Linked DNA regions of Mus musculus: region 2 is linked to region 1. A link is a contact called in public HiChIP or PLAC-seq data. All regions are on one chromosome and are shown on one strand. Each heading gives the region's core, a stretch centred on a gene start, on an enhancer-like site or on the middle of the called end of the contact. The rest is flanking DNA. Distances are from core to core; before and after follow the strand shown. Region 1 overlaps Rbm5 (RNA binding motif protein 5). Region 2 holds the start of Qars (glutaminyl-tRNA synthetase).

The links. HiChIP or PLAC-seq counts read pairs in DNA pulled down with a chosen protein or histone mark.
Region 2: an H3K4me3 HiChIP or PLAC-seq map of bone marrow-derived macrophages shows a contact between it and region 1, with 4 times the contacts expected there. The contact joins the promoter of Qars here to the enhancer-like site in region 1. A contact is called at or near these places in 11 of 39 promoter capture datasets (the 3T3-L1 cell line, the C10 cell line, cranial neural crest and 8 more), 1 of 15 datasets of contacts at CTCF or cohesin (large pre-B cells), 6 of 115 datasets of contacts at active chromatin or transcription factors (astrocytes, bone marrow-derived macrophages, cardiomyocytes and 3 more) and 3 of 9 other capture datasets (adipose tissue, embryonic stem cells and liver).

What each region holds. Positions count from the first base shown.
Region 1 is chr9:107,741,941-107,746,160 of GRCm38.p6, forward strand. It overlaps Rbm5 (RNA binding motif protein 5), which reads right to left. Exons shown (of 25, transcript NM_148930.3): 18 at 4,079-4,220; 19 at 3,147-3,296; 20 at 2,995-3,066; 21 at 2,243-2,422; 22 at 1,897-1,971; 23 at 661-758; 24 at 452-581. Among named protein-coding and RNA genes, the nearest start is that of Gm34605, 14 kb to the left of the region's middle. Within about 2 kb of position 2,336, at least 8 of the 459 cell types and tissues checked have an H3K27ac peak or open chromatin away from gene starts, as enhancers often do. A contact at or near this core is called in bone marrow-derived macrophages and microglia, where this site is marked.
Region 2 is chr9:108,506,042-108,510,261 of GRCm38.p6, forward strand. It overlaps Qars (glutaminyl-tRNA synthetase), which reads left to right and starts at 1,964. Exons shown (of 24, transcript NM_133794.2): 1 at 1,964-2,158; 2 at 2,342-2,489; 3 at 2,836-2,945; 4 at 3,108-3,183; 5 at 3,400-3,464; 6 at 4,054-4,107. The coding sequence starts at 2,042.

The sequences.
Region 1 (4,220 bases), core at 1,086-3,585:
CAGTGCCTGTGGAGGCCAGAGGAGGGAGTCAAAAAACTGCAACTGGAATAACGGACTCCTAAGTGGGTACAGGGCACTGCACCTGGGTCCTCTGCCAGAACAGCAAGCACTCTCAACTGATAAACCATCTCTGCAAGTTTTAATCTTTAAACAAGGGCACTAGGCCTATGGCACACATCTTTAATTCTAGCATTCTCTAGGCAGGGGCATATAAATCTCTGAGTTTGATTCCAGCCTGGTCTACATAGTGAGTTCTGGGGAAATCATGGCTACACAGGGGTGGGGGAAACACCCTATCTCAAAAAAAAAAAAAAAGTAAAACAACTCCCTCCCCAAAGCAAAAGGACACAATGGGGGAGGTGAGGAAAGGGTTTCAATGAAAGTGTGCCTTTGTCTAATACCCTGCAAACCTGCACACCGAGCACCCATGAATGTCAGAGTCTATACTTACCTCAATGGGAGCTGTGATGCCTTGACACTTTCTTCCTAAGCCTGAGCCTTCCCGCCAACCCATAGCCTGCAGCATCTTGTTGCCAATGTTACTGTGGTCAATGCCATCTTTGGTGGGCTGCTCGTAATTCCTGCCAGTGGCAAACACACAGTTACTTAAAACAGCCAGAGCCCTAGCTAATGAACTGGAAAATGGTGCACATCACATACACAGTGCCAGCATCAAACTGCTTCTTGCGCTTGGGCTCTGGGGGCTCTGGAATTCCGTATTTCTCTCGTCTTTCTGCTGCTCGGTCTCTGTATTTCATCTAATATAGAAAACAACAAAAATAAGGTAGGAGTATCCTCATTTCAACTTTCAATAGTCTTAAACATGCAGATGTTAACCTGCAGTAGTACCTTTTAACTTGGAGCCTGACTATTTAGACTTCAAAACCAAATCCCTTTGTTTCTTTTACCACTTTTGGTCTCATTGCTTGGTACTGTCCTAAAGATGAGGAGGCCAGAACTGGCCATCCCCAGGTAGCATTTGGACGGGTCTAATTCCAGAAACAGAGAAGTGTTAAAGACGCTTCCTGAGACTCACCCAGAAAACCCCGGAGAGCTGGCATTATAATCCATGGGGAAAGCAAAAGTTCTGAGTACACACACCTCACATTGATCCTGGGGCAAGAAACGTCTAAAGTACTTTTAATGTGGGCTGGAGAAATGTCTCAGCAGTTGAGAGCACTGACTGCTCTCTTCCAGAGGTCCTGAGTTCAAATCCCAGCAACCACATGGTGGCTCACAACCATCTGTAATGGGATCCGATGCCCTCTTCTGGTGCATCTGAAGACAGCTACAGTATACTCATACACATAAACAAACATTTTTTAAAAAATTATTTGTAATGTATAGGCCTCTATATGTGCTTACTATTCTGTCTGGCCCTGTCTCATCAACCACTAACCCCACAGGCACGACAGACTAGTAAACCTTAGTTCTCAGCCCTGTTTATCATTTGCAGGCCACTCCTCACTTCTACACGACTAGGAAATCATTAGTGCTTTCCTGAATTCAGTGCCTCATTATTACTCAGGGAAGCTTATATTATCAGGACAAACAAGGAAACATTTTTTCCTGACTAAAAGCCACTGTGGGGCTCAGCAGATACAGGCCATTCCACCTGCAGGCCAGGCCAGTTTACAGAGGTACAATGGCTGGACAACAAGTGCTTTTGATATACCCTTCAATTTTGCTTAGGAACTTAGAATTAAATGCTAAACACAAAAGCAAAATAAAAGCCTGGTGTGGCAGTACAGGCCTAGAGTGGCAGCCACTTGGAAGACGTGAGCCCAGGGGGTCAGGGCCAACCTGTGAACATAGCAAGACTCCATCTAAACAAAACAAAGTATTAAAGGCAGGTATGTCAGGATTCTCATCCAAACACAGTATCCATGTATTCACCTCTCTCTCCCTCAGCTCCAAGGCTTCCAACTCCTGCTCGCTCAGCCTGGATCTTCGGTAGATGTCCATATTTTGCTATTAAAAAAGAGTTTACAGACACACTTAGAATTCAGACTACTTTAATATGAAAAGTCATAACATTAGTGTTTTGTTTTATATTCTGGCCAAATCAATACACCATAGCATCCAAACCAAATCCTGGGGTGTATGAAGACACAATGACTCTCTGACCTCCTACAGCACTGGGCACCGATGCGACAGAAGGTTATTTACTGAACCTTCACCAGAGTCACCACTCACATTAAATTCCCTCCCTTCCCCAATAAGCTTTGAGAAGCAAGGCCACCTTGTGTAAGTCGGAGAGCTGCTGGTGCCTGACCAGGGCATCTCTGTTTGGGAACTGACGTCGGCACAGCAGGCAGGCCATCTTCTTCCAGTCAGCTAGTTTCTCTTCCTCACTCTCAAGTCTCTCTACCAGCTCCTCCTCATTGTCACTGTCACCACTGTAAGCAGCAACCAGACCTCTCTGGGGAAAAAATGACAATGCTCATTGGAAATTCCACAGATAAAACAGCGTCAAAATTTGAGGGAATCTCCATTGCTCTGCATTGTCTTTTAGTAGTAAACAACACTTCATCAACTGAATGGAACAGCCTTCTAGAACCAACCCCACGGAGCCCAAGAAATGGTTTTTTTAGACAACTGTTTTCAAACCACTGACCGTGCATAAAAACTCCAAACACAACAAATCAGAGCAATGGCTCAGCTAGCCCAGTATCTATCTATCAAGGAAAGTAAGTTTTCGCTTTGTCCTAATTTTCTTTCCAGACCATTAAAAATCCTATTTACAAATGCCTTGAAAGCCAATTTACTTAGCTTAGGGATTCAGGCTTCATTCATCGGTCCATCTCACCTGATCTCAGGCACAGAAAACAAAGCCCACAATGTGGATTCTATATGCCAAAGCTGTTCCAAATACCCACTGACAGAGAAAAGCATCCCATTTTAAGAGGGAATTGCATTAGCCAAGATGCAGCAGATTCAAAGCGGGACATAAACTGCACAGCTGGGTGACACATAGGCGGTGCCCTTCCTTACTTTAAGGGGGTTTTCTTCATCTCCATTGCGCACCAATTCAGGGAGGAGTTGCTGCCTTTCAGCTAAGGCTCCCTGGAAAACAGAACAAGACATAAGCCTCAATTGTTACACAGACAGCCATTACAAAGTGTGGCTACTCCTGTTAACATTACCTTCTTCTCAAAAAGAGCAAAGCCAGCATCTGCTGCGGCAGATTCTCTCCTTTCTTCTTCTCTCAATGAATTGACAGGTTGAAAGCTGTTTTTAAAATTTTCTTTCTGCTTATTTAAACTCTTGGCCCAGCGTTCCATGTCTTTGGCAATCTAGTATCAAACAACAAACACCATCAAAAAGCACTTACTTCTCTGTAATCTAACAATAAGCCAACAGGAATCTTATGTTGGACTCACAGGACAGCTCAGTGGTAATCTGTGTTTGGTTCCTGGAACCCATGGTACAGGAGGAGAGAACTGATCCCTTTAAATTGTCTCTGACCTCTATTCCACACACAAGTAGACAAACACATAAAGATTTATATACTATGTTAAATTACGTAAATGTGTACGCATCTGTGTGTACAAGTGCAGTGCTTGCAGAGACCAGGAAATTGTGTCACATTCCCTAGAGCCAGAGGTTCAGATAGAAGATGCCCAACATCAACGCCGGGATTCAAACTCCGTTTTTCTACAAGAGCACTGTGTGCAGCTGAACGATCTCCCTGTGCCTGGATTTTTAAATTTGGGTTGTGAGGACTATATCATGCTTGTGCAAAAAGCACTTTACTCTACCACTGAGCTGTATTACCAGCGGTTTACTTACTTTGAGACAGGGTTTTACTAAGATGCTAGTGGGAGAAAATAAATGGAAGGAAGGAAGAAAGGAAAGAAAAAAGGAGAGAAAAGAAAAGAAACCCATACTGGCTCTAAACTTGTGAGCCTTCTGCCTTAGCATCTTAGGTTGCTTCATTGTAGGCCTGTACCAACAGGACCAGTAGCCCAGTTTTTAAGAATCCAAATATAGCTGACTTTAAGTGTAATAAGCCCAAAACGAAGAAGTAAGTCGCTTTAATTCTCTAAGGACCATGGTGCCCTTGGACAGGTCATACCTGCTGAGCAGTTTTGCTCTTGGGCTTTTCTTTCTTCTCCTTTCCCTCTTTTGTGGAAGGCAGGCCAGTCTGCTGGTTCGAGCTAGCCTCTGCAGCTGGCACGTAGGTCTCCTTCTCGCCATCCCAGTACAAGTACTGCTGT
Region 2 (4,220 bases), core at 714-3,213, 760 kb after region 1:
TCACTTTGTAGATCAGGCTGGCCTTGAACTAAGAAATCAGCCTGCCCTCGCCTCCCAAGTTTGCGATTAAAGGCGAGCGCCACCATGCCCGGCCCTATTTTTATTTTTTATTTTTTGAGACAGGATTTCTCTGTGTAGCCCTGGCTGGCCTCAAACTCACAGAGATCCACCTGCCTCTGCCTCTCAAGCGCTGGGATTAAAGTTGTGTGCCACCACTGCCCGGCGCACTACAGCTATTATCAGGATTACCCTCTGTTTCACACTGTCCCTACCTTAGAAGTCCCATGGAGGGATTTGCTTGTGGGTTGTTTGCCTGTGTGTGTGATATTTGGCAGCTCTGAAATGGCTAAGAGTGGCACTAGACTTTACAGTTCTTATTAGGGGGAGCAGGCTGCCCATGAACTCACAGAGGTTGACTACCTTAGCCTGAGCACAGGGATTAAAGGCCTATGCCAACACGCATGCCATATTATCTTATTGTATGGGTATTTGTATTTATATGAGTATCAATCACATGTATGGTGCCACAGGGGGCCAAAAGAGGGCATTAGATCTCCTGGAACTGGAGTTAGAGTTTGTTGAGAGCCATCATGTGGATGCTGGGAACTAAACCCTGATGTTTTCCAAGACCACAAAGTGCTATTAATTCAATTTAGAAATATAAAACTGTGTGTGTGTGCAATATTCTGAGTCAGTTCTCTCCTGCCACTATGTGTGATCTAAGGACCTAGAACCCTGTTTGTGGAGACCTGAGGAGGGCACTGGATCCCCTGCAACAGACAATACATATATTTTAACCACTTTGTGGGTGCTAGGAATTGAACCCAGGTTCTCTGGAAGAATAGGCAGTGCTCTTCTTCTTCTTTATTTATTTATTTTGGTTGTTACAAGACAGGGTTTCTCTGTGTAGTCCTGGCTGTCCTGGAACTCACTCTGTAGACCAGGCTGACCTGAAACTCAGAGATCCGCCTACGAGTGCTCTTCTTTGTTTTTTTGAGACACGGTTTCTCTGTATAGCCCTGGCTGTCCTGGAACTCACTTTTTAGTCCAGGCTGGCCTCGAACTCAGGCCTCTGCCTCCTGAGTGCTGGGATTAAAGGAGTGAGCCATCACCGCCCTGCCGGAGTGCTCTTCTTAAATGCTGAGCCATCTCTCCAAGCTCCCAGGATATTTTTTATCTACTCCTTGACAATTTCATATATGTGAACAATGCATCTTTTTGTTTTCTTATTTTTCGAGACATAGTCTCACTATGTGACCCAGATGGCCTTGAACTTGCAGAGAATTCCCCTGTTTCTGTCTCTGGAATTAAAGGAGTATACCAAGTCTCTCCCACTCCAGAACACCTGCCTCTTACTCGCCCAAGAAACCTCAACAGGTTTGTCTTGGGTACCCAGTTGGTCCAATCAGTGCTTCCTGTGGCATGTTGATGCACCTTGTTTGCATAAGATTTTAAAGAAATCATAGACCTTCCTATGAAGTCCCTTCTGGCCTTTCTTTCGCTTCTCCTTGCTGTGTCCCAGTACGCACTTAAAAAGTACCAGGTTTATGTGGTCCCTAGGTAGGTCATTCTATATATTTTCTGCAGTGATGTGGACCAGGAAATTCAGGGAATTCATTTATGTTGCCATGACAACCCCAAAGCTGTGACGTTGAAAAACGCGGCCGGAACTTTTGCTCTCCGACAAGAGGATAGTGTCGGGTTCCTTGGGCTGAGGGGGGAGAGGCCACGCCTGAGTCTACCTGCAGCTTTGTTGCTAAACACTTTCCCTTTCCACGCCCATGGCAATTTTTTTAAAGTCGCACGGACCCAACCCTGTCAACTGCCTAGAACCGGGAAGGCGGAAGCTAACTGCCTGGAAAAGCCAGTCCGCTCGCTCTCTGACTCATAAATGGCGTTGACTACCTGGCTGGCCCCGCCCCTTTCACCGAGGAAGGCCACCATTGGTTCTCTTCAAGGCTTCGTACTCCTATTGGTCAATGAGCAAAGGTCGCTGTTCAGATGAGGCCCAAAGTTTCTTTTGGTTTCCGGTGTGCCTGCTATGGCTACTCCAGATTCGCTAGCGCTGTTCACCGGCCTTGGCCTTAGCGAGAACAAGGCCCGCGAGACGCTCAAGAACGAGGCTCTGAGCACTCAGCTGCGCGAGGCGGCGACCCAGGTGCGAGCCCTGTTCCCTGGCCTTAGCTGCTTGCTGTGCTCCAGAGCAACGTGGGACTGGGTCCAGATCTTGATTTGCTCCGGGTGTCCTGCTCTTGCCTTGTGGGAAGAGGAAGACACTTTAAAGTGATTCATCCTAACTCACTGGGAATGGATCTTTTTTCCCCCGGCCCCCTGACTCCAGGCACACCAGATTCTGGGTTCTACCATCGACAAGGCTACTGGGGTCCTCCTATATGACTTGGTCTCCCGACTCAGGGATACTCGGCGTCGTTCTTTCCTTGTGAGCTATATAGCCAATAAGAAGATTCACACGGGACTCCAGCTGAGCGGTGAGTCCCGTCTGTTTTACTAGTCCACCTTCAATCTCTTCTTTAGCAAAGACTCGAGTTTGCTTTTTCTGTCAAGTGTTGCTTTTTGGACAGCAGGTTCTGGACAGGCACTGAGGCATGGAGGTAGAGACCTCTGGTGTGGATTGCAGAGTTACCACAATGAGAAGCCTGCTTCAGAACACATGGCTTCTCTTTTCTCTGGTCTCAGTGCTTCTCTTCAGTGGTGCCAGGGCCTAACCTCTTAGGCATCTAAGTAACCGAAATAGTTACCTCTTCACTGTACTAAGGCCCTATCTACCCACTTCTTGGAGCTGACTTGTCTAGTTAATTGCCCCTCCGTTTTCAGCTGCTCTTGAATATGTTCGGAGTCATCCCCAGGATCCCATTGATACCAAGGACTTCGAGCAGGAGTGTGGCGTCGGTGTGGTGGTGACACCGGAGCAGATTGAGGAAGCTGTAAGTCCTCTCCTCCAGGCATCAGATATCTCCTCCTAGTTCTTCTGCCCCTGCAAAGGAGTGGTGTAGCTTTTCTCCACAGACCCACAGTGAGAGTGGCTGTTGGTCTCCTGACTGCTTCTGAAGAGGTGTTCATGAACCATATGGCTTGGCTTTCTGCAGGTGGAGTCCACCATAAATAAGCATCAGTTGCAGCTCCTAGCGGAACGGTACCGTTTCAACATGGGGCTGCTAATGGGTGAGTTGGATCTGGGGCAGGGAGTTACTTGGAAGTGCATCATTCTGATTGTTCCTTTCATTTTGGGCATTCATGGGAAGGGCGATGGGAGTGTGAGCAGGGACAGGGTGCTAGTGTTCTGACAGGGTCCTGGTCCTGAGTCAGCTGGGCCTTCTTTGAGGAGGGGAAGAAATCCTCCCTTTTCCTCCTTGCAGCTTCTTATGTTTATCCTCTTAGGAGAGGCTCGGGCTGCGCTCAGATGGGCAGACGGCAAAATGATCAAGAACGAGGTGGATATGCAGGTGGGCACCTCCCTAAGAAGATGCTCCGGAGATAAAGGGAACGAGACCCTGTCCTTCTTCTGACAGGGAAAGTGGAGCCCAGTGTGGAGGGAGTAGCGCTTAACTTGGGTCTCTGAGTGAGGGTGACCCCCTTTCTTGGGAAGCTGCTTCCTCCTCTCACATGTGCATGCTGTGGCCTTTATTGATATCTGGCAAAGAATCACAAGAGGACGATGACTGAGGTACATTGTTTATCGTGATGCTGGGCCCACGTTATTTATCTGTAAATGGCAGCACTCGTTCTCTGGGCCCAGGATAAGTCCTCAGAAAGGAAAAAGCATTCAAGGCCAGTAGAACCATGTGAAGAAGCCAGCTGGGCAGAGGCAGGTGGATCTCTATGAGTACTAATCTGGCCCTCATAGTGAGTTCCAGACCAGCCGAGGATATATAGTAAGATCCCATGTCAAACAGCAAAACATGTGATGAGATACAGCGGGATGGGGTGGATAGGTTGGCTGGCAGAAAAGCCAGGAAGCCCTTGGTTGTCGGGGAAGGACTCCATCAGGAGATTCTTGAGAGAGTACACCCTTGTCTGTATCTATCTGCTCAGGTGCTTCACCTTTTGGGGCCCAAGATGGAAGCTGATCTGGTGAAGAAGCCCAAGGTGAGGCTAGGAATTGCCCAAGATAACTGGGAGTGCAGTAGAACGAGAGAGACTTACAGCTGGAGAAGGGATCGTCTGAACCCATTTCATCAGCAGATCTTTCCTAGAAAGAA